Regions from separate parts of the Mus musculus genome. Here all the other regions are linked to region 4. The links are chromatin contacts, called in public HiChIP or PLAC-seq and promoter capture Hi-C maps. All regions are on one chromosome and are shown on one strand. Each heading gives the region's core, a stretch centred on a gene start, on an enhancer-like site or on the middle of the called end of the contact. The rest is flanking DNA. Distances are from core to core; before and after follow the strand shown.

What was found. Promoter capture Hi-C pulls out the DNA fragments that hold promoters and counts their contacts. HiChIP or PLAC-seq counts read pairs in DNA pulled down with a chosen protein or histone mark.
Region 1: a contact with region 4 is called in a FOXA1 HiChIP or PLAC-seq map of pancreatic cancer cells. The contact joins the enhancer-like site here to the promoter of Slc35b4 in region 4. A contact is called at or near these places in 18 of 39 promoter capture datasets (the 3T3-L1 cell line, 3T3-L1-derived adipocytes, the C10 cell line and 13 more), 21 of 484 Hi-C or Micro-C datasets (B cells, the Ba/F3 cell line, CD8 T cells and 15 more), 19 of 115 datasets of contacts at active chromatin or transcription factors (the SCID.adh cell line, cardiomyocytes, differentiating embryonic stem cells and 13 more) and 3 of 9 other capture datasets (adipose tissue, liver and macrophages).
Region 2: a contact with region 4 is called in a promoter capture Hi-C map of liver, with 2.5 times the contacts expected there. The contact joins the enhancer-like site here to the promoter of Slc35b4 in region 4. A contact is called at or near these places in 11 of 39 promoter capture datasets (the 3T3-L1 cell line, the C10 cell line, cranial neural crest and 5 more), 4 of 115 datasets of contacts at active chromatin or transcription factors (astrocytes, embryonic stem cells, extraembryonic endoderm stem cells and 1 more) and 2 of 9 other capture datasets (adipose tissue and liver).
Region 3: a promoter capture Hi-C map of embryonic stem cells shows a contact between it and region 4, with 2.5 times the contacts expected there. The contact joins the enhancer-like site here to the promoter of Slc35b4 in region 4. A contact is called at or near these places in 11 of 39 promoter capture datasets (the 3T3-L1 cell line, the C10 cell line, the HPC-7 cell line and 5 more) and 2 of 115 datasets of contacts at active chromatin or transcription factors (embryonic forebrain and embryonic stem cells).
Region 5: an H3K4me3 HiChIP or PLAC-seq map of pro-B cells shows a contact between it and region 4, with 6 times the contacts expected there. The contact joins the enhancer-like site here to the promoter of Slc35b4 in region 4. A contact is called at or near these places in 4 of 39 promoter capture datasets (embryonic stem cells, hippocampal neurons, liver and 1 more), 3 of 115 datasets of contacts at active chromatin or transcription factors (astrocytes, pro-B cells and stem cell-derived neural progenitor cells) and 3 of 9 other capture datasets (embryonic stem cells, liver and macrophages).
Region 6: a contact with region 4 is called in an H3K27ac HiChIP or PLAC-seq map of large pre-B cells, with 8 times the contacts expected there. The contact joins the enhancer-like site here to the promoter of Slc35b4 in region 4. A contact is called at or near these places in 4 of 39 promoter capture datasets (cranial neural crest, hippocampal neurons, liver and 1 more) and 4 of 115 datasets of contacts at active chromatin or transcription factors (the NIH/3T3 cell line, embryonic hindbrain, extraembryonic endoderm stem cells and 1 more).
Region 7: a promoter capture Hi-C map of hippocampal neurons shows a contact between it and region 4, with 4 times the contacts expected there. The contact joins the enhancer-like site here to the promoter of Slc35b4 in region 4. A contact is called at or near these places in 14 of 39 promoter capture datasets (the 3T3-L1 cell line, the C10 cell line, the HPC-7 cell line and 9 more), 5 of 115 datasets of contacts at active chromatin or transcription factors (the SCID.adh cell line, astrocytes, embryonic stem cells and 2 more) and 2 of 9 other capture datasets (adipose tissue and embryonic stem cells).

The regions. Positions count from the first base shown.
Region 1 is chr6:33,041,087-33,044,694 of GRCm38.p6, reverse strand. The region is part of intron 2 of Chchd3 (coiled-coil-helix-coiled-coil-helix domain containing 3); the gene reads left to right. Among named protein-coding and RNA genes, the nearest start is that of Chchd3, 17 kb to the left of the region's middle. Within about 2 kb of position 1,609, at least 25 of the 459 cell types and tissues checked have an H3K27ac peak or open chromatin away from gene starts, as enhancers often do. A contact at or near this core is called in muscle stem cells, pancreatic cancer cells and trophoblast stem cells, where this site is marked.
Region 2 is chr6:32,949,891-32,953,492 of GRCm38.p6, reverse strand. The region is part of intron 4 of Chchd3 (coiled-coil-helix-coiled-coil-helix domain containing 3); the gene reads left to right. Among named protein-coding and RNA genes, the nearest start is that of Chchd3, 110 kb to the left of the region's middle. Within about 2 kb of position 2,307, at least 7 of the 459 cell types and tissues checked have an H3K27ac peak or open chromatin away from gene starts, as enhancers often do.
Region 3 is chr6:32,835,311-32,838,755 of GRCm38.p6, reverse strand. The region is part of intron 6 of Chchd3 (coiled-coil-helix-coiled-coil-helix domain containing 3); the gene reads left to right. Among named protein-coding and RNA genes, the nearest start is that of Gm32007, 180 kb to the right of the region's middle. Within about 2 kb of position 1,400, at least 26 of the 459 cell types and tissues checked have an H3K27ac peak or open chromatin away from gene starts, as enhancers often do. A contact at or near this core is called in embryonic forebrain and embryonic stem cells, where this site is marked.
Region 4 is chr6:34,175,662-34,179,627 of GRCm38.p6, reverse strand. It overlaps Slc35b4 (solute carrier family 35, member B4), which reads left to right and starts at 2,574. Exons shown (of 10, transcript NM_021435.3): 1 at 2,574-2,850. The coding sequence starts at 2,774. Gm13855 (a long non-coding RNA gene) reads right to left here and starts at 2,580. Exons shown (of 3, transcript XR_868963.3): 1 at 2,406-2,580; 2 at 1,264-1,423; 3 at 251-347.
Region 5 is chr6:32,887,646-32,891,223 of GRCm38.p6, reverse strand. All of the region lies in intron 5 of Chchd3 (coiled-coil-helix-coiled-coil-helix domain containing 3), which reads left to right. Among named protein-coding and RNA genes, the nearest start is that of Chchd3, 170 kb to the left of the region's middle. Within about 2 kb of position 1,448, at least 17 of the 459 cell types and tissues checked have an H3K27ac peak or open chromatin away from gene starts, as enhancers often do. A contact at or near this core is called in pro-B cells, where this site is marked.
Region 6 is chr6:33,092,986-33,096,826 of GRCm38.p6, reverse strand. No RefSeq gene overlaps it. Among named protein-coding and RNA genes, the nearest start is that of Gm22321, 6.2 kb to the right of the region's middle. Within about 2 kb of position 1,911, at least 21 of the 459 cell types and tissues checked have an H3K27ac peak or open chromatin away from gene starts, as enhancers often do. A contact at or near this core is called in hippocampal neurons, where this site is marked.
Region 7 is chr6:33,003,621-33,007,171 of GRCm38.p6, reverse strand. All of the region lies in intron 3 of Chchd3 (coiled-coil-helix-coiled-coil-helix domain containing 3), which reads left to right. Among named protein-coding and RNA genes, the nearest start is that of Chchd3, 55 kb to the left of the region's middle. Within about 2 kb of position 2,276, at least 10 of the 459 cell types and tissues checked have an H3K27ac peak or open chromatin away from gene starts, as enhancers often do. A contact at or near this core is called in hippocampal neurons, where this site is marked.

The DNA.
Region 1 (3,608 bases), core at 360-2,859, 1.1 Mb after region 4:
CACCTAAAAGATCTGTAGGCAGTACACACGAGCGACGAAACCTCAGAGCTCGCTCCTTCTGTGAACACGTGTTGGTATGGCAGAGATCTTGGGCCTTCAAAGACCAATTTGGTCAAATCATAGTTAACATGATGCAGGATTTCTGAGGAAGTAAACAATATGCAAATGAGATGAGAGTGTGCACCCAAGGCTGGAGGGCGTATAGGAAAGAAAGAAGCAGGGCAGAAGTGTGACTTGCCATGAAGGCATGTGGACTTGAGGCAGACCTCCAGGAAAAGGGATCTGAGGGCTCGTAATATGGCAGGTACCCCCTGTAGAGTCAGTGATAGAGCAGATTGATTCTGATGAGGTTTGGGGCCTAACCAGTAGGGATAGGCTGGAGAAGATAAGGAGTTTCATTTCGTCCAGTGTGGTCCTGGCAACTACTGAAGAGTTCCATCTAATTCTAAGGTACAAGATTAGGACATCTCATTAGTTGCTTCCTTCTTCATGAACTTCCAGATGTTAATAATAAAGCTTTTTTATTTATTAAATGGTTCTTATGGTTAAAATTAAAGTGATTCTTTTCATTGATATTTTTATATTTAACAAAGAAATCAGGGTGGCAAGAATATGTATATTCTACCATTGTGTAAAATAAGATCATTTTCCTGTTAAGTGAAAAAAAAAAGGCTTTTTTTTTGGTCCTTATTTGGCACTGTAAGGAAGAAGAAAAAGAATAGAAATGTCCTCAACTGTGTGAAGCCGTGAGGGCTTTAACTGTGTGGCACTACGGGTTTTAACAGATGAGTTTTGAGCAGGTGAAGTAAGACGAGTTTATAATGGAGTGGTTTGAATGAACATGGTCCCCATAGGCTCATGTGTTTGAGTGCTTAGTCCTTAGTTGTGGAACAGTTTAGAAAGATTAGGAGGTGTGGCTTTGTAGGCGGAGCTGTGTCACTGGGGATGGGCATTGAGGTTTCAAAAAACCAAGCCCAGCCAAGTCTCGCTCATTCACTGCCTGCTACTTGTGGGTAGATATGAGCTCTCAGCTGCTGCCCCAGCTCCATGCTTGCGTGCGTGCTGCAGTGCTGCTTGGTTGTGTGCTAACCCTCTGAAACTGTAAGCAAACCCCACTGAAATGCTTTCTTATGCAAGTTGCCTCAGTTGTGGCGTTTTTTTTCCCAGCAGTAGATCAGTGACAGAGACAAGTGGTTTCTTGGCAGGATAAGGAAAGGGTGGGTTGGAAACCACATGGGAAAGGGTCTGTTTTATGCTCTTTGTAGATGTAGTATAGTAAATCCTGGGGCCTTGGGACCTGGTGACCTGATAACAAAGCTGTATGGCTGGGTCATGATGATCCTTGCTTCAGTCCTTATCTCCTCATCTGGCCCATTCACCTTGGTGTTGTCTGATTCATTACTCTTGGCTTTGCATTTTCTTCTAAGAAACCAGCAAAAGCTTAAAACCAATTTATCTGAACATACAAGTAAGATGTAAGCCTTTTAATGTAGCAGCCAATCCCTGGCTAGGACATTTATATATTCAGGACAGTCTGAAGACAGTGCAAGAGGGTTCCCACACACGATAGCTAGAGTGCCATAGGGAAGGGAATCACAGAGCAAAGCTTAGTACTTTCTGGAATGTTTCTGAGTCATACTTTGCAGTTGTTCCCTGCCTGGTGATTTCCTGTTAGTGTATTAACTGTTGGCTCTGCTGCTTCTTAGTAAATTTTAAGTGGTCTCTACCTAGAGACCAGCTCTGTGTAATTTACCATGTATAAGTGCCTATAGGTGGCATGGGGACCAGTGGCTTCCTGAGAAGCAGCAGCAGCATGGGGTGCCTGGATGTGAAGATTGAGCGGGAGTAATGGCAGGAGCCACACTCCTGTATCTGGAGTTCTGTCAGCTACTTGCTCATTCAAGGACTATAGGAAAAAGAAGCTATTTTAAGAGAACACCCTATTTTTGTTACAGTAGATTTTGGATACTAAGTCTACAGTGATTATAAGAATGGGTTGTGTTTTCTCAGAACTGTTTGTGGATAAATCATAGAAATTATTAGAGGCAAAAACTGTAAAGTAGGAATTTGTAATTCTGTGTCGAGATTTATAAAATGCAAGACATTGTCTGTATAAACTATTCTTTTGGAGTATGGAGAATAAAGACCAATATATAGAAATGCTATCTGACAAATTTTATATGCCAGTTGTAAAATAAATGCCTAATTAACAATCTTACAGTATTTCTTGGAATTTGACAGATTTTATAGGGCATCATTGGGAAGGCCCAGATCTCTTAGAATAAATGCCCAGTGGAGTTTCAAATGTACATTTTCCTAATGTATGTGGAAATATTCAAAATAAATCCATTCACTTTCCAGCTGTCAGCCAAATAATAGGTTATTGTTGTTGGTGATGTTTTTCTTTTAAAAAACATTTTAAAAACAAGGTGATATGTGACCCAGAATCTTCCTTCTCCCTGTTCCCTTTCCTGTCTCCCTGACAGTCCAGCTGTCGCTGAAGTGCTCTGTATTAGGCCATGTCCCTGCTGCTTGGGTGCAACAGTAACTGTTTATAAGTTTTCTTTTAAACCTGTTCTATCCCTAGGGCTACTCGACACTTTGGTGACAGCTGTCACAGTACTGGAGGATCTTGCAAGGCCTTGGGAGCATACTTGAGACAATTTCCTGGTTCCCTTGAGTGAGTGGATAGTTGATTATGTGCTCTAATTAGCTGGCAGCCAATGGTTGGAGCCTGAAATTACTTGGTTGCAGGTAACATTGATAACACTTTGGTTACTGTAAAGGTGGAAGGTGAAGGAGCATGTTGGCCTCTGTGTGTGTGTGTGTGTGTGTGTGTGTGTGTGTGTGTGGGGTACTGAAGTACATGGTCTCTTGAAGCCAGACTGCACTCAGGGTGGTGGTGGCACTTCCCAGCTTTATCACACTGGCAGTAGTGCTGCTCTTGCTCTAGGCCTGCTCCGCTGTCATTGCCATCTTGAGGACACCTTGACTTTCTCCTCTTGAGTTTGGTTAGAAGCTCCATAGCTTTCTTCTATGTTGTCTGCTTTCTAATGTCAGGTTCTATGGTTTCTTCCATCATGGTGTCGCTGCTTTAGTCTGGCCAGTCATTTACCCCTGCTTTGCTCAAACCATCTTGTGCTTGTGGTCCCTGCCTTCAGCCTTGCATTTCCCTCCCTGTTCTCAGCGTAGCCCTAGAAATCTTTCATTTCGATGAAACCAATAATGCCATTCTTTGGTTGAAGATGTGGGAGGCTCCTCTTCCCTCTTAGGAGGAAGTCTAAATCTACAACCATCATGGTCCTGTAACACCCTGTGGCCTCGGTTAGTTTTTTCTGTCATCTCCTAGACCCTCCTCTGTCATGCCTAACTTCTTTTCATGTAGCCAGAATTGAAGCTCTGAGTGTCCTTGAACTTGTCCCTTTGAGGGTGTGGACTGTGCTGTTCTGTTCTGTCTCCGCACTACTCCCCCAACTGTGAAGCCCACTGCACCCCACTCCACCCCACCCCACTTTACTTTTTACCCAAGTTTATCAGGAGGAGTCCTACATACCGTTTTAGATTTCTTCCCAGAACCACCCTGTGAGTGATCCCAGGCTGGTAACCAC
Region 2 (3,602 bases), core at 1,058-3,557, 1.2 Mb after region 4:
TACCTGGGCAATGACAAAATTTGGGAACATTTGCTTCTCTTGGGCTCTGCCCATAGGCCCTTGTAGAACAGGGCCTTTGCTGGCTTTTTGGTAGTTGTATTTGCATTTGTATGACTTTGTGCCCTCCATACCAGAGACAAAAGCCTGCTTGTGGTGCACTGCACACCTCCATTCCAGAGGAATTTGTGGACTACCCAGGGCAAGCAGCAGTGTGTTGTAGTCTATGCACTCTGGTAAGAGTCATGCCAAAGTGGGCTTCACTCTACTGGAAAGCAAAGGTCAGAGGAGAGTAAAGCCTGCTGCGCACAGGTTTCTGCTTTACTCCTGCCCTCAGTGGCCATTACTTCTGCTGTCCTGCTGGTTTCTCTGGCTGGGATATTGTAGATGGTTGGGGGTGGGAGGGGTACCTTGAACAGTTTTGCTTATTCTCAAGGGCAGCACAGGAGGGGCCTGTGGTGACATTGTATTGACATTGCCACTTCTTTTACTCTGTCACTCCCTTCTCACTGTGTTTGGGGACCCCTACCTTGTCTCTGAAGGATTCAGATCTACCACTGGCAGATTCATAAAATTGTAGGGCCAAAATAATAAAGCTTAATCCTCTTCAAACAACAGAATTGTGTCATAGGACACGGGTGACACAGTGTTGCTTTGTCCAGTTCATTCAGTCAGATAGCACTATGTGCTTGTTAACCCATTGGCTTTATGCATCTTCTGCCAGATGCTGTGTCACGGGCAGAAGAGCATAGTTCTTCTAAGGTTTTCAGTATTTATGCTGCATAGTATCATATACCACATATGGTCGTCTTTACCTTTCCTGAACATGATGTGGGTACGCATGCTCCCCTTCTCTAACTCTCCATCCCTGCATGCCCTTTGCCCAGCATGTCCCCCTTTGTGTACCCATTCCAGCTCTCAACCCTTTCATTTTCATTTCATCTTTTAGGTTGGAGCATAGCATAGGTACTTCTAAAGCCTTCCTGATTTCCTAATTCAGATCATAGCCTTCAGTCTATTCCCAGAAACCACTGATCATAATTTTCTCATAGCTTAGGTGACAATATAAGGTTTCCAGAGTGAGAGGGTAAGAGGAGGCTCTTAATCATTATGAGGGTACACAGAGAAACAGGGATATTCCAGACAAGCCAGAAAATATGGCTGCCTTGTCTGTGTCCTTTCCTCCATGTTTGTTTGATAAATGAGTTTGTTGCTGGGGTGGAATAAACAGTATACGTGTATTTCAGTACTCTGTTTACAATTAGGCACTCTTTATTGTTTACTGGATAGAAATTTTGTTGTTCCCGTAAGGGCTAGAACTTGAGAATAGTCTTTCCTATGACCCCTGAGATAGCTAGCAGATTAAAAATGGTAAGTAGGAGTGGGGAAATGCAACTGAGAGGCTTGTTGACTGGTCCCTAGACCATACCTTGGGATAATGGTGATTTGTATTCATTCTGTGCAGCTATGAGTAAGCAGATGTCAAGACTTTCTCTGTGCAATAGAACATGAGGTCCAGGAGCCCTTATGAATGGTATGGAAGATGGTAGAACTGTGTTTCTGAATGCAGGAACCTCACTGTGCATGGACACAGTTCCTTAGAAATAGACAGGTGACAGGCCCAGAATCTGTATGCTGTACTTGGTATCTTCACAGTCTTCATGAAGTCTGACTGCCTCTTGGCAATCTATTAAATGCATAACATTTGAGAAGGTTATAATCACTTAGGAAGGCTGTTAGAAATTATGTAGTATGGACTTCCTACAGCTCTTTTTATGGAGTGTCACCAAGGAATTCCTGTGATGAAGAGCCCAGATGACATTAATTCTTGGGCTTCTATATATAAACGAAGGACCTGCCATTTAAATAGTCTGTTCACTGGCCAGAGTAGGCAGCAAATGGGAAAATGAAGTGAGGTGTTGAATGTAATACCAAGTTTATTTCCACATGCTTTTAACGGCTACATTGACGTCTCTATTTTCTAGACAGCTATAAGAGACCTCTTTGGAGTATCTCAAAGGTCTTTATAAAAGATGCAGTATTTCACTGTCACCTCCCATTCTCATTTTTTCTTTATTGCCAAGGGGCCAACAGCTATTGAGAAGGTGGACATTTAAAATCGTTGAGTAACGAGCCCTTGATTTTATTGTAGTCTGTCTATATTGTGACTCCTTTGGCAAACTGTTAGTGCAGATTTTGAGCCTTGGGTATTGTAATACTTTATATCAGGCACCCATGCTCAGCTAGCCTCATACTGCTTAAGTTCATTGTATTTGCTATGAAAGTGAACGAGTCACTTATCTACCCACTCATGGCCGGCATGAGTACTTTCCCCCTTACACTTAAGTGCTACCTTCCTGGGTGGATTGTTTAGTGTTGAATCCTGTGCTGTGCTTCCCTTCCTTCATGGATTGCACTAAAATCCGTAGCCAACTTGTACTTGGTTTGTGCTCTCCTGCAACTATGGATGCAGATACCAAAGGGAGAGCTGTATGATTTGGGGGTGATTCAAGTTTTATCTAGTCATTTGAGTCCCTTGTCAGTAATTGGGATTGTAGCTCAGTCGTCCAACGTGAAAGAGACCCCTGGGTTTAATACATACTGGCAAAAAGAACAAGACAAGACCAGACTTAACTAAAACAAGACAGACTGTCATCTGTTGCAGCCTAAAGTTGTAGCTCAGTTGTAGAGTGTGTGCCTTGTGAGCCCAGTGTGCCCAGGGCTCAGTATGTGCGAAGTAAAGATAAATCCCTTTATGAGCTGTTAGAAAGTACACATGCACTAGTGTAGACTAGAGGTGGAGCTGGGCACGCAGGGCTTTCGTGGTCCTCCTGTAAACAGCTGGGTGAGGAGGGCGAGAGAGAAGAGGCTACCCGTCCTCCTTCCCTCTGATGCTTCCTCATGCGGCCTGGCATTCAGGACAGTTGTGGTGTTAGGAGAGCAAGAGTGTTTGTTTGGACTAAGGCCTGGGTTTTGAGTCAGCTCCATGTACAATGTGTATTAAACGTGTTATACAGCAGCCATTGCCCATCATATCCTCACTCCCTTTCCTTGTCGCTTTCCCTTAGGGGCACATAATTTTTTACTCGATATTATGTTAAAGACTGGCCATAGGTGTCATACCTGCTTATGGCTGCTTCAGTTCAGGAGTTGCTAATATTTAGATAGTTGTTGTACTTACCTTTAATACACACACACACACACACACACACACACACACACACACACACACACACACAGTGTTTGTTTCCAGGATTAGCAATCATCCGTGAAGTCAGAACTCGTTTTGCATACAGTTAGCATGTTACAATGGAGGCCCACCAAGGAAGCATTTGGGGCTTTCTCCTTAGTCTTTAGAGTGGTTTGATTCTAATCACGTTAAAATAATATTTCACTACTTCTGATTTTCCTAATTATCATGCAGATAAACAGTAGGGATCATGACATTAGAATAAGTGAGCAGCTTATGATTTTTGCCTCAGAAAAAGAAACTCTTGCTGTTTTCCTCCCCCCTTGAGCTACACAGCAGTAACAAATGAGCAAGTCCAGAGTACTTTATGATAGATAGTTAATGGTGCTGCGCCTCCGCCATCAGGCTTGTTCCC
Region 3 (3,445 bases), core at 151-2,650, 1.3 Mb after region 4:
AAGGGAAAGTTTTTTTCTACAGAGGTTTAGTTCCTGTTGTATAGGCTGTTCAATTCTTTGATCAGGTGTATTCAAAGGCATACCTAGGCTGGCTTGTTTCTTTGGGCTATTGTGAGTAGAATTGGCACTTTTATCTCTGTCCTGTCTTTGGTGTCTAGGAGGGCTACTGATTTGGGTGTGTTGATTTTTGTCACCTGCCAGTGTCTATCAATTCTAGAAGTTTCTTGATGGAGTCTTTGGGTGTCTTGTCACCTTCAAATAGGGACACTGACTTCTTCCTCTTAAGGGGGACTTGAAACCAGTCATTGTAAATAAAACATTCTTACTGTGAGCAGCACCAATACATTTTCATATAATGATCCAGGCAGCAGTTTTCCTTACTGAGGCCTGGCAGAATGCTTGAAAACTTGTAAAAGCTTGCATCTTGGCCCTTCTCTACATGTTGACAGAAAAGCACACATGCTTCCATGTTACAGGGCCGCCAAGCATCCCCACCATCCTCCACTTGCTCACATGGCTGCCTTGAGTTACTTTGTGTGTGTTCTTTTTCATTGGCCTGCAGTTAGACTCTCATTCTGTGTGAGTGTGTATCCCAGCACTGGTAATCAGCTGTGTCCCCTGGAAACTGATAGATGTGCTCATTAAGGCGAGATTTTGCTCTTGGCTCTGATTCACAAGTCACCTCAGCTAGTGTTTCTGGATGAAGCTGGCAAAGAATTCTGTGTGGTGATATATCTGGCTTTATTCTCTTTTAAGCACTGAAACTCCTTTTTTGCTGTGTTCACTGTGCTTTGTGGGGATCTTACAATCACAAAGAAGTCAGCTATTTGCTAATTACAGTATTTACACCAGAAAGGCTGGGGGCTGCTGTTGTGTTGGAATTTTTTTCCCTCATTTTGTTCTCTTGTGCTTCTGTAACTACACAAATGCTTATTTGTGAGGCAGATCTTGGCATCATGACTCTGAAGACCACCAGCCTGCTACCAGCATAGATCTGAGCAAAGCTGCTGGGTGAGAGAGGCACTCAGCAAGGTTCATGACTGGGAGTTTGAAGTTAGCCTACACCTGTTCTCTGCTTTCAGGATGAAAAATGAATTGCCAATTACTGTCGACATGTTCAGACACAACACTTCATATGGCAGAAGCCTGCTCAGCCTGCTATCTGCTGAGCCCCCAGCTAGAAACCCATCAGGTCTGGGAAGGGGGTGTGTTGGCAAGGAGAAGACGAAAAGGGATCGCTTTCTGATCCCATCCCGTGTCCCTTGTTTGTGCAGGCTATGGGCTAGAGGGCAGTGCCTCTCACCTTTGTTTCCCCAGCAGAGCTCTTGAGCAAGATGAAGTGGTCAAAGTGGGTGCCAGCATGTGGGCGGTGCAGTCTCCTTCCACTGCAAGCTGCACGCCCAGATGCTGCTGTTTTCTGCAGTGGCCCTTGCTGATTCACATTCATAACACCTCCATTCCAGCTCATTTGGTGCTGCTGTCATTCACAGCTCTTCTCTTTGTGGGGCGGGTGTTTCTACAACACAAAAGATGCTAAAGTGAAGGAGAATTTGAGTAGTGAGTCTTCAGTCTCTATCCTTCAGCAGTCCTGGTTAGTTGATAAAAAGCAGAAACCAAATATTCTGTTGCTACTTAGGTGAAGGTTTGAATTTGATGGTGGGGATTGCCACTTTGTGTTATTTTTGAAGCTATAAGTCTGATATACTGGATTTTTGCCAGAAGACCAATTTCATCTGTGGTGTATCTTGGGTGTTCTTGTCTGTTAGTAAATTCTGACACCTGACCCCATTGGCTCGCCCTCCCCTAGTAAAGAGCTCTATAATGTAGATCTCTTGTTTAAAGGTATTCATAAGGCAGCTTTTCTTGGGGGAAAGAATCCCACCAAGAGTCCCTTTGAGGTGCTAATTTATTTGCACTGGAAAGTTAAGTTCCAGTTTCCAACCCCCAGAGGTCTTAGATATTTGCTCAAGAACAATTTTGATTACTGTACCTCATTGCATGCCAAATGGTTTTATATATTAGAATATAAGAAGTGGCCTAAAAGTTTTAATATAAGCATGAAGCTGCTAGCAAAACACTAAAGGGGACGGGCTATCTGTGGAAGTGGCTGGCATAGACTGTTTCTTTTAACTTTGACATGTTCTGAAGCAAACAGGGAAAACTGCTTTCCATAAGGAACTCAAATGCTAGAAACAGTGGAGATCAAATGGCACAAGAGGGTATAAAGGAACACTGGCCTTAGACTTTGAAGGGGTTAAATTCTTACTTTCAAAGACAGAGTTGATAGGATATGTAAGTGCAACCAAAATTTCTACCTACTGGGGAGTGTTTTTATCTGTCACCTATTCTTGGCACCCCATGATTCACTGCATAAAAATCATGTAGTTTTGATTGCTTGTTGTTGCTAGAATTTTCTGTCACATGTGTTGGGCATATATGTATTGTATTTGTTATCATTCCAATCACCAACCCGCTTAATCCAAACCTTTACCCCAATATGCCATACATCTACAGCCATAGCCACAACCACAAAACCCACCAGAATCAGCATTTCTCTCTGTCTTGCACAGGATCATATGACTATGTTGCCACTCTTAATGCTGGAGCTTTGGTCCAATTAGTTTATTTAAAAGAGAACTTTTCTCAACTGAACATACAGATACAATTCTATTAATATAAAGTCATTGTAATTTATTACATCATTATAACTATTCCTATATTAATATCCAATCATAAAATCATATATTGTATCATATTTTCTAAGTTTAAGGTCTTGTGTGAATGAAAGAGGATATAGTTTGATTCAAAGTGTGGGAAATAATTTAACAAAGACTTGGTTCATGAGATGCTGTCTGGCAACATTGGACCTTTGGAAAAGAAGGGGCCTGTTGAAATGGAGTATATTAGCCTGTTTATGTGCCCAACTACCATCTTTCTGAATGATACCCTAAGAATTCATTAACCAAATTCTACATGCCACAAGGAAAATATGTTGGGAGCAAATTCATAGTACATATTCAGATCTGATTTTTCTGGACAACCAGTCTTTTATTTATTGTATAACTTTGAATACAACCAAATGTATTAAATGAGCTGACATTGTAGAATAATTTGTTATTTCCGTATGAAAAATACTAGATTTTTCTTTAAAAAAAAAAAAAAAGAAAACTTTTTAAATTGAGTACACTGTAAGAGGGAGCAGATGGGGCAGGTGGATTGCCTCCTGCAGGGTTAGTCAGTGTTCCATAGAGAGCAGGGGACTTTGGGGGTGAGAGGTATTCCTACATTCAGATGATGAAGTTTCTTTTTGTTTGGCTCTCTGGTATATAATTTGTACCTAGGAAAGAAGCAGTTAGCCCTGGTGTGCAGCTAGGATCATGGGGTGGGTGTTCGGCCGTTTGCAGTTTGATGCTGTTCCAGACTATTCTTATCTCCATCATGATTT
Region 4 (3,966 bases), core at 1,325-3,824:
TGGCGGAAAAATAATCTTTTAAGGTGCAGGATACATGAAGAGTTAAGGAAGGAGGGAGGGGTAAGTATGATTGAATAATTGTATGCATGTATGAAATTCTAAAAAATATATTAAAGGCATTTTAAAGTAGACTAAGAATATTCATTACTACTTGAAGACATTTGTCATTAAAATGAAGAAAAAGAAAAATAAACTTTCCTTACTTCTTTCTTTCTTTTGCTTTGGTGGGGCTTTTTGCTGGTTGGTTGGCTGGTTGGCTGGTTGGCTGGTTGGCTGGTTGGCTGGTTGGCTGGTTGGCTGGTTGGTTAGCTGGTTCGGTCTGGTTGGGTCTTTAGCATGCTTGCAGGCTAAGGAGAAGAAGGAATTCACAGATAGTTTTGTTGGCCTGAATTCTCTGAACCAGTGAGGGCAGGAATAGAGCAGTTTCTAGAGTGAGTTAATGAATAGTCTTCTACTCACTAGAGTGTGGCCCACAGACCAGGAGACCTGGCACGAACTCAAAGCTTGTTAGAAATGTTTAACCTGTGTTTAGTTTGTAGAAGAACCCAGAGTCAGCATTTGAACAAGAGCCCAGGTCATCGATATGTATAGTAAATATATTCTTACTAAAAACTGGGATAGGTTAAGACAGAAATACGGAGGAAGATCCAGAGCATATGCAGACACTCAGACTCCTTCTTCGTTCATTTACTTAAGTCTGTTTTGATTTTTATCTGAGACTCAGGAAGAGATGATTAGAACGCCCTTCAAGTACTTCCAAGTTTGGTGTGTGCATGGGAGCGGTAGATGAGAAGTGAAGCTTTGTGTGCCGTGAAATAATCTCCAGTCCAATCAGAGCTAAGGCTCAGCTTTTCTCTAGCCAGAAGCATCTACAGATGTCACCGCTTAGACATCAAACTTAGGTGTCTTCCTTATTTGGTTGGCAGTGGCTCTGATATTTTTGGGCTTAGTTTCGTGGTTCAGCAAATTGTTAAAGTCTCTCATGTGGCTCTATCATGTAGCCAGGCTTGAGAACTGAACTAAGTCAAAGTGAGGCTTCCCAGCCTTGGAGTTTCAATGACAGATGATCCTGGGTTCCATTCCCTATGGATTTCAGTTTAATCAGGCTGAGGTGACACTTTAAAGATGACCTACTGATGTCACTGACTCCGTCCCTCTAAGTACTTCCCCTTCCTCAACAGCTCTCAGCTTCAGCTACAGAAATCACCCGGGGAAACTCTGAGAATGCCAACGTTCAAGCACTCCAGTCAAAACTGGCCATACCTGGATGGGAGAGATGCTTTTGTGGTTGAGAGCACTGGCTGCTCTGGCAGAGAACCCAGGTTCAACTTGGAGCACTCAGGGAATGGCTTACAACCTCTGAAACTCCAGCTCTAGATCGGATGCCTTTGTCTGGCCTCTGAGCGCACCTGAAAGACATATGCTGCGCACATACAATGCTCACGTCAGCATTTAAGTGTTGAAAGGAAGCACGTGCCTTTTACCCTTCAGCTGAAGTCTTGTGGCATCAGTTACTGAGCCTCTTGGTGTTCACTCCGATTCAACAGCAATAGCAAGAAAGACTGCATGGTGACCATCAACTATGTACATAGGCCAGTGCCTTTGTGTTCTGTGTTTGTACACCTAGCAAGACCAGTTTTTCATAGATGCGATGAATTAACAGCCCTATTTCTTCCTATTATGTAAGACTAGTGCTACTGCTCAGAACTGTGCCCCTTCATACGTGTGATTGCATCAGCAGTGACACCACATGATGGGAGGCAATTTAGGGGATAAACATAAACACTCCGAAGTTTTCCTCAAGATTCACAACTAACTTGCCAGTGGCTTCCCCAACTTGTGACCCAGAGATCTCATCAGAATCCTGGCGCCTGCATGCTCTAAATGATGGTTACTGAGCACAATTTTTATTTGTGGTCCTGAACTTTGAATTTTCAATAAGCTCTAGTGCATTCTGAAATTGGGAATGTCTGTCTTTCAAAGGAGACTAGAAACAAGAACTATGGCAAAAAGAATGCCTTTTATCAGTTAAATTCAATATTTAATGAGCACCTTAAGCTGGCAAAATGCCAGCACAAGACATGTGTTCAGTGTCTCTACAAAAATCACGACATAAAGCAATACATTTACTGTATTAGTCTATTCTACAACAACTATTAGTAAGACAGGCCTATCTTCCCCTGTGATGAGAGTGGAGTACTAAGCCAATGCTCTAAACAGGCAGTTTAAGCCAAGGCTCAATCTCAAAACTTTTAGGTTCGCTGTTGTCCTAGAATTCGGTTTAGATGTTACAGGAATTTCTACATTCTCTCAGTTGCAGGTGAGTTGTTACAGATGCTAGAATACTCTAATGAGAAGTCAGTTACAGGGAGCACACAAGCTATTTCGTTGAATCCCATTCCAACCTTTATGGTACTGAACACGAACAGCATTGGGACTTCATTTCCCAGAAGGCAGTGCGACACCGACTCACGCGAGCCTTCGGGGGAAACTTGCCTGTTTTTTTCACGCCTGCCGTAAAGGCGCGCGGTCTGCTGGGACATGTAGTTTGGTTAGCCCTAGGACGCCCCCTCAAATGAATGGGACCGGGTATGACTGAGAACTACAGCTCCTGGTCTGGCCGCGTCGGTGGCAGCTGCGGAGGAAGAGTTGATCAAGACGGCCCTCAGGGAGGGAACCGCTGGCGGTGGTGATGTTGCGCGCGGATTTTCTAGGGTAGCGAACTGAAAGGGCGCTTTTTCTGCGCGCTGGCTCCCCGTGCCCCGCACCGGCCATGCGCCCGGCCTTCGCGGTGGGCCTGGTGTTCGCAGGCTGCTGCAGTAATGTGATCTTCCTAGAGCTGCTGGCCCGGTGAGTGACCCTCTCGGGCCGCGCCCGGGTTCTCGAAGCTGGTCCGGGGTTGCTAGCCCTGGCCGCCTCCCTAGTGCGCTGCACGGGATACCCACGCAGTCAGCTACTCTGCAGCCCTGGCACTCCTCCATTCGTTAGCATCCAGGTGACAGGAACATCCAGAGTGCTGCTGTCGGCATCTCCAAGCCACACTTTGGGGAGTTTGAAGCCTGGAGACTTTCTCACGTGACCGATCCTAGGTCTCTAGGAGCACCCTCTCCAACTACTACTCATCCAACTCTAGCACCTTTCGCTGACCAGTGAATGAATGACACGTGTCTGTCTGGAGCAAAACTTTTCTCACAGAAAGTTTTGTGTGTGTGTGTGTGTGTGTGTGTGTGTGTGTGTGTGTGTTGACATGTTTTGCGAAACATTTGTTTTTGTTGGTCGTAGAGATAGATGGTTGTGAGCACTTGGCTTAGACTCATATGTGAGTGATGTGGTGCAGATAACAACTGAGCTGTCACCATGGTCCCTGGGCATTTCGCACATCACAGTCTTTCGTTGAGAAGCGTGCTCTTTGAAGTGTAGATTGGGAACAGGATTGGCTTTGTGGTGTGGTGTCTTGCAAATAACGTTGGGTAACTATGTGCAAAGTTCAGTAGGCAGAAGTTAGAAAAGAGACAGGAGATGAACTGGAAAACGATTAGGACTAAACAGCTCCAGTTAGTTATTTAAGGTTTGGAGCTTCGGTCTCCTTTTTCAGACAGTTCAATACTCAGTTCAGAGTCACTAGCTACAGGTTTCTATCTATATACTGCTTAGGGCAACCCTGTGACCAAGAGTTACATTGTTTTGTTGAAAGTGAAACAGATGCAAAGTTGGGCATCTTTTCACTATTTGGAAGTGGCAGAGCAAAAATGGGCTGGACTGTATCTGTCTAAGCTCCTAGCCCAGTAACATTTCCAGATGCCTTCCATTTTTGAACTTGAGTTTTGAACATGGTGTGATGTCTGTTGGAAATTTATCCTGTTTGATACTGTTGGTTTGAATCCTTCAGAAGTAAGCAGTTTATTTATGATCAAGTCTGTATGTGTTATAGTTTGCTTTTAGAGAGCTTACCGTTTTATTATGCAG
Region 5 (3,578 bases), core at 199-2,698, 1.3 Mb after region 4:
AAATGTGGATTTGAACACACCTTTCCTTTAATCACATGAATTGATACCTTCAAGTCAATACTCGGTTACCAGTGAAGAATGTGACTCAGCGAGTCCTGTAAGGATCTGGGCATTCAGCACAGAGTTCTGTGTAAGGCCTTATATTCTTGTGGACCACTAAAACCAAAACAAGTTTTAGGACACCATTCCAAAGCTGTTGCTACGGCAGGCTAGGCACAGTTGGCATGTATGTCCCACCTTTGCATGATTGCTTCCTTACTCCTTTAATATCCACTTTGGTGCGAAGGTCAGCAGTTATGAACTAGCCAGTTTGAGCGTGTGCCGCACATTCTGTTCTGTAACACTGCCCAGTTGCTACTTGGTTTTATTTCAGTTAACCCTGCCAGTTAGGTGATTGCCATGAGTCAAGTCTCTTCTCTTCCCAGATGTGTCCACCAGGGAGGGTCTGAGATACTCTTCTTCCTTCACTAATGTGTGAGGCTTCACTAATAAGTGTAATTTCCCTAGACTACAGTTTTATTATTCCTGGAAGCAGTTTTCCAAATCATGGCTATTAAAACTTTCACAGGTAGGTCCTCATTTCCCAGTAGTCAGAGATCACAGACTTTCCCGTTAGTATTTGGATAGATGAGACTATAAACTCTTGAGAGTGTTAAAAACCTCGTGTGTAGGTTTATGGCCCAAAGGGAGCTGGATGAGTATGACTCTTGCTTCAGAGACCAGAATAATATTAACTCCTGGCTGACAGTTTGCCCAGAGGAAGCCTGGAGCAGTCTCTAGAGAAGGTTGCTCAGTGTTCTCACACAACTGGCCTAAGTCCCTTGGGCAGTTTTTTCTGTTTTCACAATTTTATTGGTGTATAATTAATTGACACGTCTATACTGCTTCACAGCTCTCAATGATAACTGTACATTATATAATAATTGTGATTAAATATGTATGTTGTTAGACACATACTATATTTTGTCTAATTTTATCCTCACAGTAACTGTATGAAGCTGCCCACTCTGTGAATATCCTGAAGCTGAGAGCAGCTTGCCCCCAGAATACAAAGCCAGATTATTATCAGTAGATCTGGTTTTGAGTCGGCTGCCTCAACAGTGCTGGGGGCCAGGACACTGCTGTCTTTAAAATGTATGAGTTTATGCTTAAGTTGTTTAGTCTATCTGGGGACAGTATTAGTTCTTTGAGTGCCGAGTTAGCACCTCTAGCTTCTAGTACAACTCTTGGGCATCAGATCTCATCATTGGATGATTGCCTTCTCATAACCTGAAAGTATTGAGCTAAACACTCAAAAATGTGTCATGTCCTCCTCAGGATTTGGCACTTTCAAAGAAACTTTTACAGAAAGGAAGAAAGAATGTTTTCCGTACCTGAACCTGCCGTACGCTGCAGTCCCCAAGTTCCTTCCCGGTCTGCATTTGGTGCTTTCCCTTTCAGTGAGGACTCAGTAGCCGTCTGAGCAGTTGGACACCCTCGAGGTGTCTGCACACTTTTACTCTTGTAGGACAGTCAGGTCATTGTGCCTCCTGGAAAGAAAACATATTTTTTCTTATTAAACAGTTCTGACTGATAATTTGTTTGAAGTGGATTGTTGACACGTTCTTAAGGAAAATGTATTTTTTTGCCAGGAGTTTATTGGTTCTAAGGTTGTCACCAACTGAAGAACACAAAGGTTCTCCTATCTAGAGTCTTTCCAGGATAAAAGTCCCTGTATCCCAAGGACATCGTGAACACTTGATTCCTTTGAGGGTTCCAATGTCATGCATATATAACTTTTTAATTTTTACAGTGAAGTTCAATTAATTCTTTTTGCTGAATCAACCACTTTGTTCTTGGCTCTGTCAAGGATGATGGGGTTTGGCACAGCATACAGGGGAAGTGTAAAAGCCCTGGTGGCCTTAGGAGCTGAGGGTGAACAGAGAGCTTAATGAGGTGTAGGCTCAGTACAAAGATCAGCCTGGTCGTGTGGCACATATTACTTGTAGTTTATAGACTCCAGGCTTTCAGTAGTAATATGCTTACACTTTGTAATGAGCCACCTAGAATTAACACAGAAGGGAACTGTATCAACGTGGCAGAGAGGACAGGGGAAAGAAAACAGTGAAAAAGTAAGTTACCACAAGGAAGTTACTGGCCTGCCACCTGGGGAGAGTTACTAATTAACTGCTGAGGTCATAGTTCCATCAAATGAGAAATGGCTTTTGAAGTCCCTCACTTCCAGTGGGTGACATGTCTTCTGCAGCATCAGAAAATGTTGGGCCCATCTGTATGATTAATTGGTGATGGGATTTAGTCACTTTTTGTCACTTGATATTTTTACCGATGTTACCTTAGAGGAAGGGGAACCATGATAACTGATAGTGTGAGAAATGACAACAGAGTAGGTTATGGTGAACCTGATGCACTGCATATGGGGAGACACTGTTATGTATTTTACTAACAGATGAAGTCTCCCACTGTAGAGTATCTCACTAAGTGAAACCAGGGTAGCATGGGATAGAATCTAAAATCTGAGATACAAAAATGTGAAAATCTATTTGAAAGGGTGAAATAATAAATTGACTTACTGGTCTTCAAACAAACAAACTAACTAACTAACTAACTAACAGACAGACAGACAGACACCCTACCTTTGCTGTTTTCCCTGCTAGAGCAGTTGTGAGTGCATTTGGTTAGTGGCAAACTCCCTATGGCCATGCAGTGTGAGAAGGCAGACTCAGCACAGGAGTTAAAAGCAGAGCTCTCCTCCAGCCAGGCCTCCACAGGTGAAGCTGAACCTGACACCCTGCAGAGATACTTTGTCCCTCTGACACCTGGGAATTTTGTGTTGGCTTCATGATACTTGTGGAAATCAGGGCTGGTTCCCATGGTTTCTGTAGTTACAGAACATTGCAGAAACAGATGAAGTTCTCTGGTTCACACGTTTGCACACTGAAGGTACTCCAAGCCACTATCAGGATTGTAATGTCATAATGTAAAGCTCTTGCAGTGTGTTTTGTACATTGAGAGTTACACTCTCTTAAATAAAAGCTCTTTTCAAGTAAAGTTTCAAATAAATGCATTTAGATATTATTAGGTAGGACATTAACACAGCCTGGTTACAGCATGTCTTTTGTTACTACAGCGGACACAGCTGATTATAACTTAGATGTGAATGCTGAGCCATTTCGCACTCTGACCTGTTTTCTTAAAGGTTTATTATTACGGTTATTTTGAAAAGTAGCAAACAGTATGAGTTGATGTCACCACTACCCACTTCTCTTTCTATTTCATTCTCTCAGGGGAAAATCAATACAGTTTAGTAGATGTGGGGGTCTTATCCTTAATTCATTATTCAACAAATCCTCCAAGTACATTGGCTTTTCTGTTAACCTCTCTGAAATTTCTAACAGGAAATGTGGTTTGAGTAACCTTGAATTGCTTTTTTAATCTGGCTTTAGGGATATAAGACCTAGGGTTTTTTTTTTTTTTCCTAGGGTGAGCTTTTAAGTGTATTCTGTTAAAATGATCCCCTTAACTGGAGCCAGCTCTTCTATGTCTAACTTTAGAGGAAAGATTTGCAAATCATGGGATCA
Region 6 (3,841 bases), core at 662-3,161, 1.1 Mb after region 4:
GGCTCTTTACAAAATTTTGGTGACTTAACTATTAGGTTAGTGTTTTTATCTGTCTCTCCATGGAAATTGGTAAAGTATAAGCAACCAGTCAGTGCTTTTAAGAGGTTATTTTATGTCTAGTTTTTAGATTGCTAGTGTGTTTGTGTGTGTGTGTGTGTGTGTGTGTGTGTGTGTGTGTTTGTGTGTGTATGTGTGAATGGGTATACATTTCACAGCACATAGGAGAATGTCAAGGACAGCTCTGTGGAGTTGGTTCTCTTTTCACCGTTATGTGAATTCTGAGGATTAAAGTCAGGCTGCCAAGCCTACATACAAGTTTCTTTACCCTCTCTGCTGAGCCACATCACTGGCCCATTGGGCTTTGAGTTATTGATAGCTTGTTGTGTTATTTGTGATAAGGGATGTAATAAATCGCTAATGTAACCTCAAAAAAGGCACCGAGAGTAAGCACAGGGACTCCCCACACAGAGGCAATGAACCTCTTCACCGTGGTACGAAGGTAAAGTTGCACCATAGCTGAAACATGAGACATAGACATTTGAACGTGAAACATAGAATGGACATGACAGCCACAGGGCACTCAAGAAACGGGGTCTGTCTTAGGGTTTCCATTGCTATGAAGACACCATGACCAAGGTGTCTTTGCAACTCTTACAAAGGCAAACATTTCAAACTGTAAGGCTGGCTTACAGTTTCAGAGGGTTAGTCCACTATCATTATAGAGGGAAGCATGGCCTCCTATACAAGCCCAAGACCCTATTCATACACATTTAGGGTGGGTGTTTGTATTTTAATTAACATCCTCTCAATAATCCTCCACAGATAGGCCCAGAAATTTGTGTCTTAGGCAATGCTAAGCAGTAGTTCTCAACCTTCCTAATGCTGCAACTGTTTAACACAGTTCTTCGTGTTGTGATGACCCCCCCAACCATAAAATTATGTTGTTGCTACTTTATAACTGTAATTTTGATGCTGTTATGAATCATAACGTAAATATTGGATATGCAGAAAATCTGATGTGTGACCCCTGTGAAAGGGTTCTTCAACCCCCAAAGGGGTCGAGACCCATATGTTGAGACCTGCTGTTCTAGACCCTGTCAAGTTGATAATTAGCACCTAGATAGGACAGCATTAAAACGTTTGTCTTTGTATAGCATCCCCTGGGTGAGCTCTGACAGAAGAGTAGGAAGCCTATCAGACAGAAGCCTTTTCCAGCATGAACAGTGGCATTACTGCCCCGGATAAGAACTTAGGTGGCCTCTTTCCCCTTTCCCCCATGTTCTCTGTTCCTTTTCCTAGTGCCATGCTGATTATAGACCAGACACGATGGAAATCTCCCTCACCTTATCCAGTGACTTGTCAGGCCTTTATGGGCCCTGATATGTTATCTCTTGACCAGTACATGATATGAAAACTTAAAGCTCAGTAGTGTTAACCTGTACTTCCAAGTCAATCACCTCTGACACATTCACAGGGGAAACATTATAGGAGCCTTCACAAACCAGGTGTGGTGATACACACCTGTCATCTCGGCCCTTAGCATCCAGACACAGAGGGATCAGGAGGTCAAGGTCATCCTTAGCTACATTGTAATTTCAGTATCAGGCAGATCTAGGTGAGATTTTATCTTTCAAAAAGTCTTTGTAACAGTGTCTTATGGAGAAATAACCTATTGTGTTGCTGGCAATTGACCAGTGTGCTATTCTGTGGGGGGATTCAGAGAGAGCTTGGCAGTAAAGGACATGCATTCAGAGTCAACGATCCGTTCTGTACCAGTTCTCTACTGCCGATAGCTTGGCCCTGAAGGGATGATGCCCAGAAGAGAGAAGGCAGGCTCAGCATTGGCTTGCTGCTGTTGTCTGTCCCCCACGGCCCGAGGCCAGCTCTGAGTACCAGAGGGAAATCGGACTCCCAAATGCCAGTGCAGCAGCTGTGCTGACTGCAGCCCAGCCCTGTACCCCTTCCCCCTGCTTTTTGACTCATTGCAGGAATCTCATTACGAGCTCATTTCATCTCTCCGGGGAATGAGCTGATGAAAGACACTGTTAAAATTGTGTTTCAGTGTCTTGAACCTATTTAAAGCACACTGCTGGGAGGTTATTATCATTTCTGTCATTAAAAGTGGAAACAATGCTAACAACACACACACTCTCTCTGTCTCTCTCTCTCTTTTTTTATTATTGAGCACTCAAACCACAAACATCTCTTGAATAAGTGTGATGGATACCATGCATTGGCTGGGCACTATGGGACCGTCACAGCAGCTCGTGCATTGTCCTCGTCTCAAGGAATGTACAGCATACTTGGAAACCCAGGCGGATTTTTAACTAACTCTGGCAGAGCTGGATAGTTCCAAGGAGAGACACTGGGGATACAAAAGACCTAGAGTCTAACTATGTGCTTCCCACCTATTTGCTCTGTGTATTTGCAACAGGATGTGTAACCTCAAAGTTTTCCCTGGCAGAGTGGAAGCTTGGTCCTCTTTTATCTATTTAACAAATATTGATCAAATGTGTGTCAGGCCTGGGATAGCGGTTATAGGAAAAAAGTAATATGCATTATAGCAGAAGTGGCAGTAAGTTAATACATAGTTACAGTCACATACAGGTAATAAATATGGAAGAAATGTATTTGTCCAGGGTTTTCATGCATTCTCTACATACCTACTATGGGCAATGTAGTCTTAGTGAAGAAAATAGATGAAAACTGTCTACTTTGATGAAAGGAAAAGACAGAAATAAAGTTAAAACAAATGGGGAGGGGACATGGGGAGATGGCTTGGTGGTTAAAGTACTTGTCACATAAGCATGGAGACCTGTGTGGATCTCCAGAACTCACGTAAAGTTGGATGTGACAGCATGTGTCTGTTATTCCAGCATTCCTGGTGGGACAGAAGGTGGAGACGGAATTCCAGCAAACTGGCGAGCCGTGCAACCTGGTGCATTCAGCAGAGATCATTGAGAAAACCTGTCTCAATCCAGGTAGAAGATGGTGACTGGTAGAGCCCAAGACTGTCCTTTGACCTCCACATGTGAGCTGTGGCACAGGTACACATGCTTACAGACATACACATACTCTCATGTGTGAACATATGCCCCTCATATACACATCGTATACAAAGAAAGTGATTTGTTGTTTGTTGTTGTTGTTTTGGTATTGATACAGGGTCTTTATGTAGCTCTGGCTATCTTGGAACTCATTATGTAGACTAAGCTGGCCTTGAACTCACAGAGATCTGCCTGCCTTTGCCTCCCAAGGCACGTACCACCATACCTGGCTACAAAGTGATGTTTAAATAAATAAATAAATTAGTAAATGAATAAGGAATTAGGGAACCAACTCAGTTGGTACAGCGCTCGCCATGCAATCGTGGGCACCTGAGCTTGATGCCCAGCACCCGCTTAAGAAGCCAGCCTGAGGGCACATGAGTATACTCCCAGTTCCTAGAGGTAAAGACAAGGAAATTCCTGAGCTTGCTGGACAGTCAGCCTACACTAATTTCCAGTTTCAGGCCAGTGAGAGACCCTGTATCAAAAAATAGAGCTTACCTGCCATGTATAGGGCCTGGATTCAATCCCTCTCATAAGTGAACAAATAAATATTATGTGCATGTGAGAAAGGCTCTGAGCACAGGGCAGTACCATATAGAGGGAGCAGATACAGAAACAAGGAGAGAGGCAAGGAAAGGCTGAAAGGAAACCAAGGTGTTGATTGCCATAAAATTGTTGAATTCTTTAAAAACCCAGTAATGTTATAGGAATATGCTTTTGTTTTAAACCCAGATGTGAGCTATGGACTGCTTCAGACTGAAGCAGCTGACTGTGATTTGTCCCGTGCTCTG
Region 7 (3,551 bases), core at 1,027-3,526, 1.2 Mb after region 4:
ATCCCCCAGCTGATGATTTTGAATTTAGTCTATCCATACAACATACAGAAAAAGAATATAAGCTATTGATTATGTCCACCATTTTTAAGGAACTAGATAAAGCGTTATCACTTAAAAAATTGAGATATAATTAACACTTCCAGAAGACTGTGTGTGTCTTTATAGTGACTTCCTATGAAACACTTTATAATTATTTAATTACTTTAGGTTGATGGAGTGTATATAATTAGTGAAGTTTAAATATTAAAAAAAATCCACATCAGTTTCATGAAGAAAAGAAGCATGTTATGATAGCATTTTTTTTATATCTTGAAATTATATTTTCTTTAATTAAATTTTATGTTCACACGGATTTGGGGGGTGGTCCAATTCGTGTTTACTTTGCGAACTGTATTTCAGGAGTTCTTTATTACCACATGGTGCAGGCTTTTTCTTTGAGTAATTCACCATGCTAGTATGTGCCTTTCCTTTCATGATTTGACTCCCATGTGCTCTGCTCTGGCCGTGAAAGGGAAAGGGCCGAGGAGATGAACAAACAGGAATGTGAGGGCCCCTCCATGCCTCAGGTGGGATGGAGTTGGCACCTAGCTGTAACCTGGACAAATGACTCTTGATAAGGGGTTCATTTTCTGTCACCGTTTTAGAGAGCAGAGGGTAGAGCAGCTATTATGTTATTATTTTTTTCTTTAAAAATGTTTTGTTTGAAGCTTTCTTTATAACAACCCTCCAGCTGTCAAATCTTGGCGAAAAGTGTGTGTTCTATATGATACTTGACTGAATCAATAGCTTTCCCCACCTTCTTCCTTTTTTGTTCTTCATCAGCGAAGAAACTTTAGCACAAGCATTAAGAAAGCTTTCCGTTCAGTCTTCTAAAAGCGGCATCTTCGAGTAGCAGTGCATTTAGGCATTGGTGTGTCTGTTGCCTAAGTTTGAGTGAAGGCTTATTGTAAGCTTTTCTTCAGAGTGGTTCTCCATACTCCTACATTGTCACCTGCACAAGTCCTGATGGCCTAGGTTTTTCTTTTTCCTCAAATGCACACAGAATTGTCTACCAGTTCTCAAGTGTATGAGATCCAAACAAAGATACACAGACAAGTAAATTTCAAATACATATGTTTGAGGACATTGAAATTAATTTCCAAAAAGTGATATATTTCTTTGTAGAATTATTATAACTCCACATACTAGTTCTTAATTGATGCAGAGTATTGAATGTTCTAATGACATGTGCACTGTGTAATGTTCAGCCATGTTGCGCCCTGCTCTCTTCTCAAGTGTCCCTATTTCTGTGTGGTGAAAATGGTCAACTCTTTAAGTGCAATCTTTTCCTTGAGCAAATTTTAAAGCTCATTCAAAACCAGAGACAATCCAGGAATACGCACTTGTATCTGTGCTCTGCCAGGTCTGAGTGGTGAGGAGAAGCAAGAAATAGTCAACAGGCTGGTGAACTGTGCAGCAGAGCTGTCTTCTGTCAGGACAGCTTAACTCATCACCTTATTTCAGGGAGATTTCTTTGGACCAAAAGATCAAATCTTAACTGTGGTTAACTTGGGAAGCCTGATAGTTCAAAAAGGAAGACAGAAAAACCACTAGCTAGGGAAAATTGGAACTGGCTAAGACTGCAGGAGAAAGGAAGCCATTTCTCAGCAGGAGACACAGATGAGGGCTCCTTAAAGGGAAGTGGGTGGTAGAATCTACCTGAGTTGAAGATGCCGTTGATTTCAAGATGTTCTACTGAGAAAAGAAAATGGCTGCAGATTATGATCCAATGTTTCATCTCTTTGATTTTCTTATTAAAATACCTCATTAAGACTAATTTTGAAAAAAAAATTCTTCCTGTAAGCAAAATAAACTGGTTAAGGTGGTGGTTCTTAACTGGGGGGCATTTTGGTCTCCAGGGGACATTTGACAATGTTTAGAGACATTTTTGGCTGTCACACCTGTCAAATCATATCTAGTAGATGGTACCCAAGATGCTGCTAAAGATCATGTAATTCTTAAGATGGGCTCTTTGCTACCTTTTGTCCCCGACAAAAAGCATTTCATGGCTAAAATGCCAGTTGTGCCAACAGTGAGGTCCCAGGATTCAAGCCTCTTTCAGGCCTTTGCACACTGGGCTTCACTCCTTCCATTCATTTGCTCAGTCCTGATGTCCTGGTTTTCCCATGTAGTATCATATTCAGCATCCTCAAAACCGTGGCAACATAGCATTCCTTAAGGGATTGCTCCACTGCCACTTCTGGGAGTTTTCCAAGCTGCTGACACCACTTCTGCAAATTTTGATGCTCTGTGCAGGCGATGACACCCGAGGCAGGACTGCCTCTCTGCAGTCAGGAGGTACATTAGGCATGTGAGAGTGTGGAAAAATATGTGTTGGTAAAATCAGCCCATCTGCAGGCCAGACTATGAGATCCATCAGATTGCATGGCACCTTGGCAGGCTTGCCCTGCCTTCCTCCCAGAGCAGATGCCCTTTCTCTGCTGTTCTGACTAGTCATGGCACACACATTTAGACAAAGTCATGTAAGCTGAAGAGATTTCTAGCCACTCAGAATTTACCCCCACTTCTTTTAGGTTCTGTTCCTTTGTGCTGGCTTTCCCCATGAGACATTTCTTGTTAGTACCATAGTGACAGCAGAGCTGAGTACAAGTTTTGCAGCAACCTGTGTTATATTCTAATTAAAACCAAAACCAAACAACCACATCTGAACATGGACTTTCCATTCACTGTACTGTGGATCTGTGGGCACTGGGGTAGTTTTCTGATCATGCTTCTAAATTACAGATGATGAGCCTCCATGCTTAAATTCTTTTGTCTAATTTGCATGAGCTCATTAAAACATCTAATAGATGCAACAGTCATTTGGTCTGCTGCTGAGGGTCCACAGGAGCCAGCCTGTTTTTCCTGGGACAGTCTGTTGTGTATGTAGGCTGAGGTTGGCCATACTGCTTTGGCAGCTACCGCACACCAATGTCACAAGGGCACAACACACAAGGACAGGCTACAGTTTGAACACAATCTTCTAAGATGTGGTTTACTTCCCCTCGTCCTGCCTCCAAAAGCCAATCTCTGACAGCAAGAAAAATGTGACTACTCCTGACCTTTGACCCTTGGCATTCAAATTTCACCTCTTTACCTATAAAGGCAAGTGAAAGTGTTTTGCTTTAATAACCTTTCTTCAAGAAATCAGGAAGGAAAAAGGAGTCGGCATCCAGTTGTGAAGCTAGCTGTCTGTCAACTGAGAGACTCCCTGCCTGCTATTTTTAAATGGCTATCAGTTGAGATTTGTCCTCAGTTTTAGTAATTTGGAAAATTATATTAGATCCATTGGAGCTTAATTTAGTTAAATAAATTAATCATAAATTTTATCAGTTGTCTCCTTGAAAGCATAACATAGTTCACTTACTTTTCCCATTGATAGTGGTATGGAAGCCAGAATTGGGACATGAGACATTCTTGTATCTTTTAGTTCATTGTGATAGTGAAACTCATGGTAATGTTACGTTCTGTCTAAACCCATTCTGTTTAATATGTTCTGACTTTATTATCAG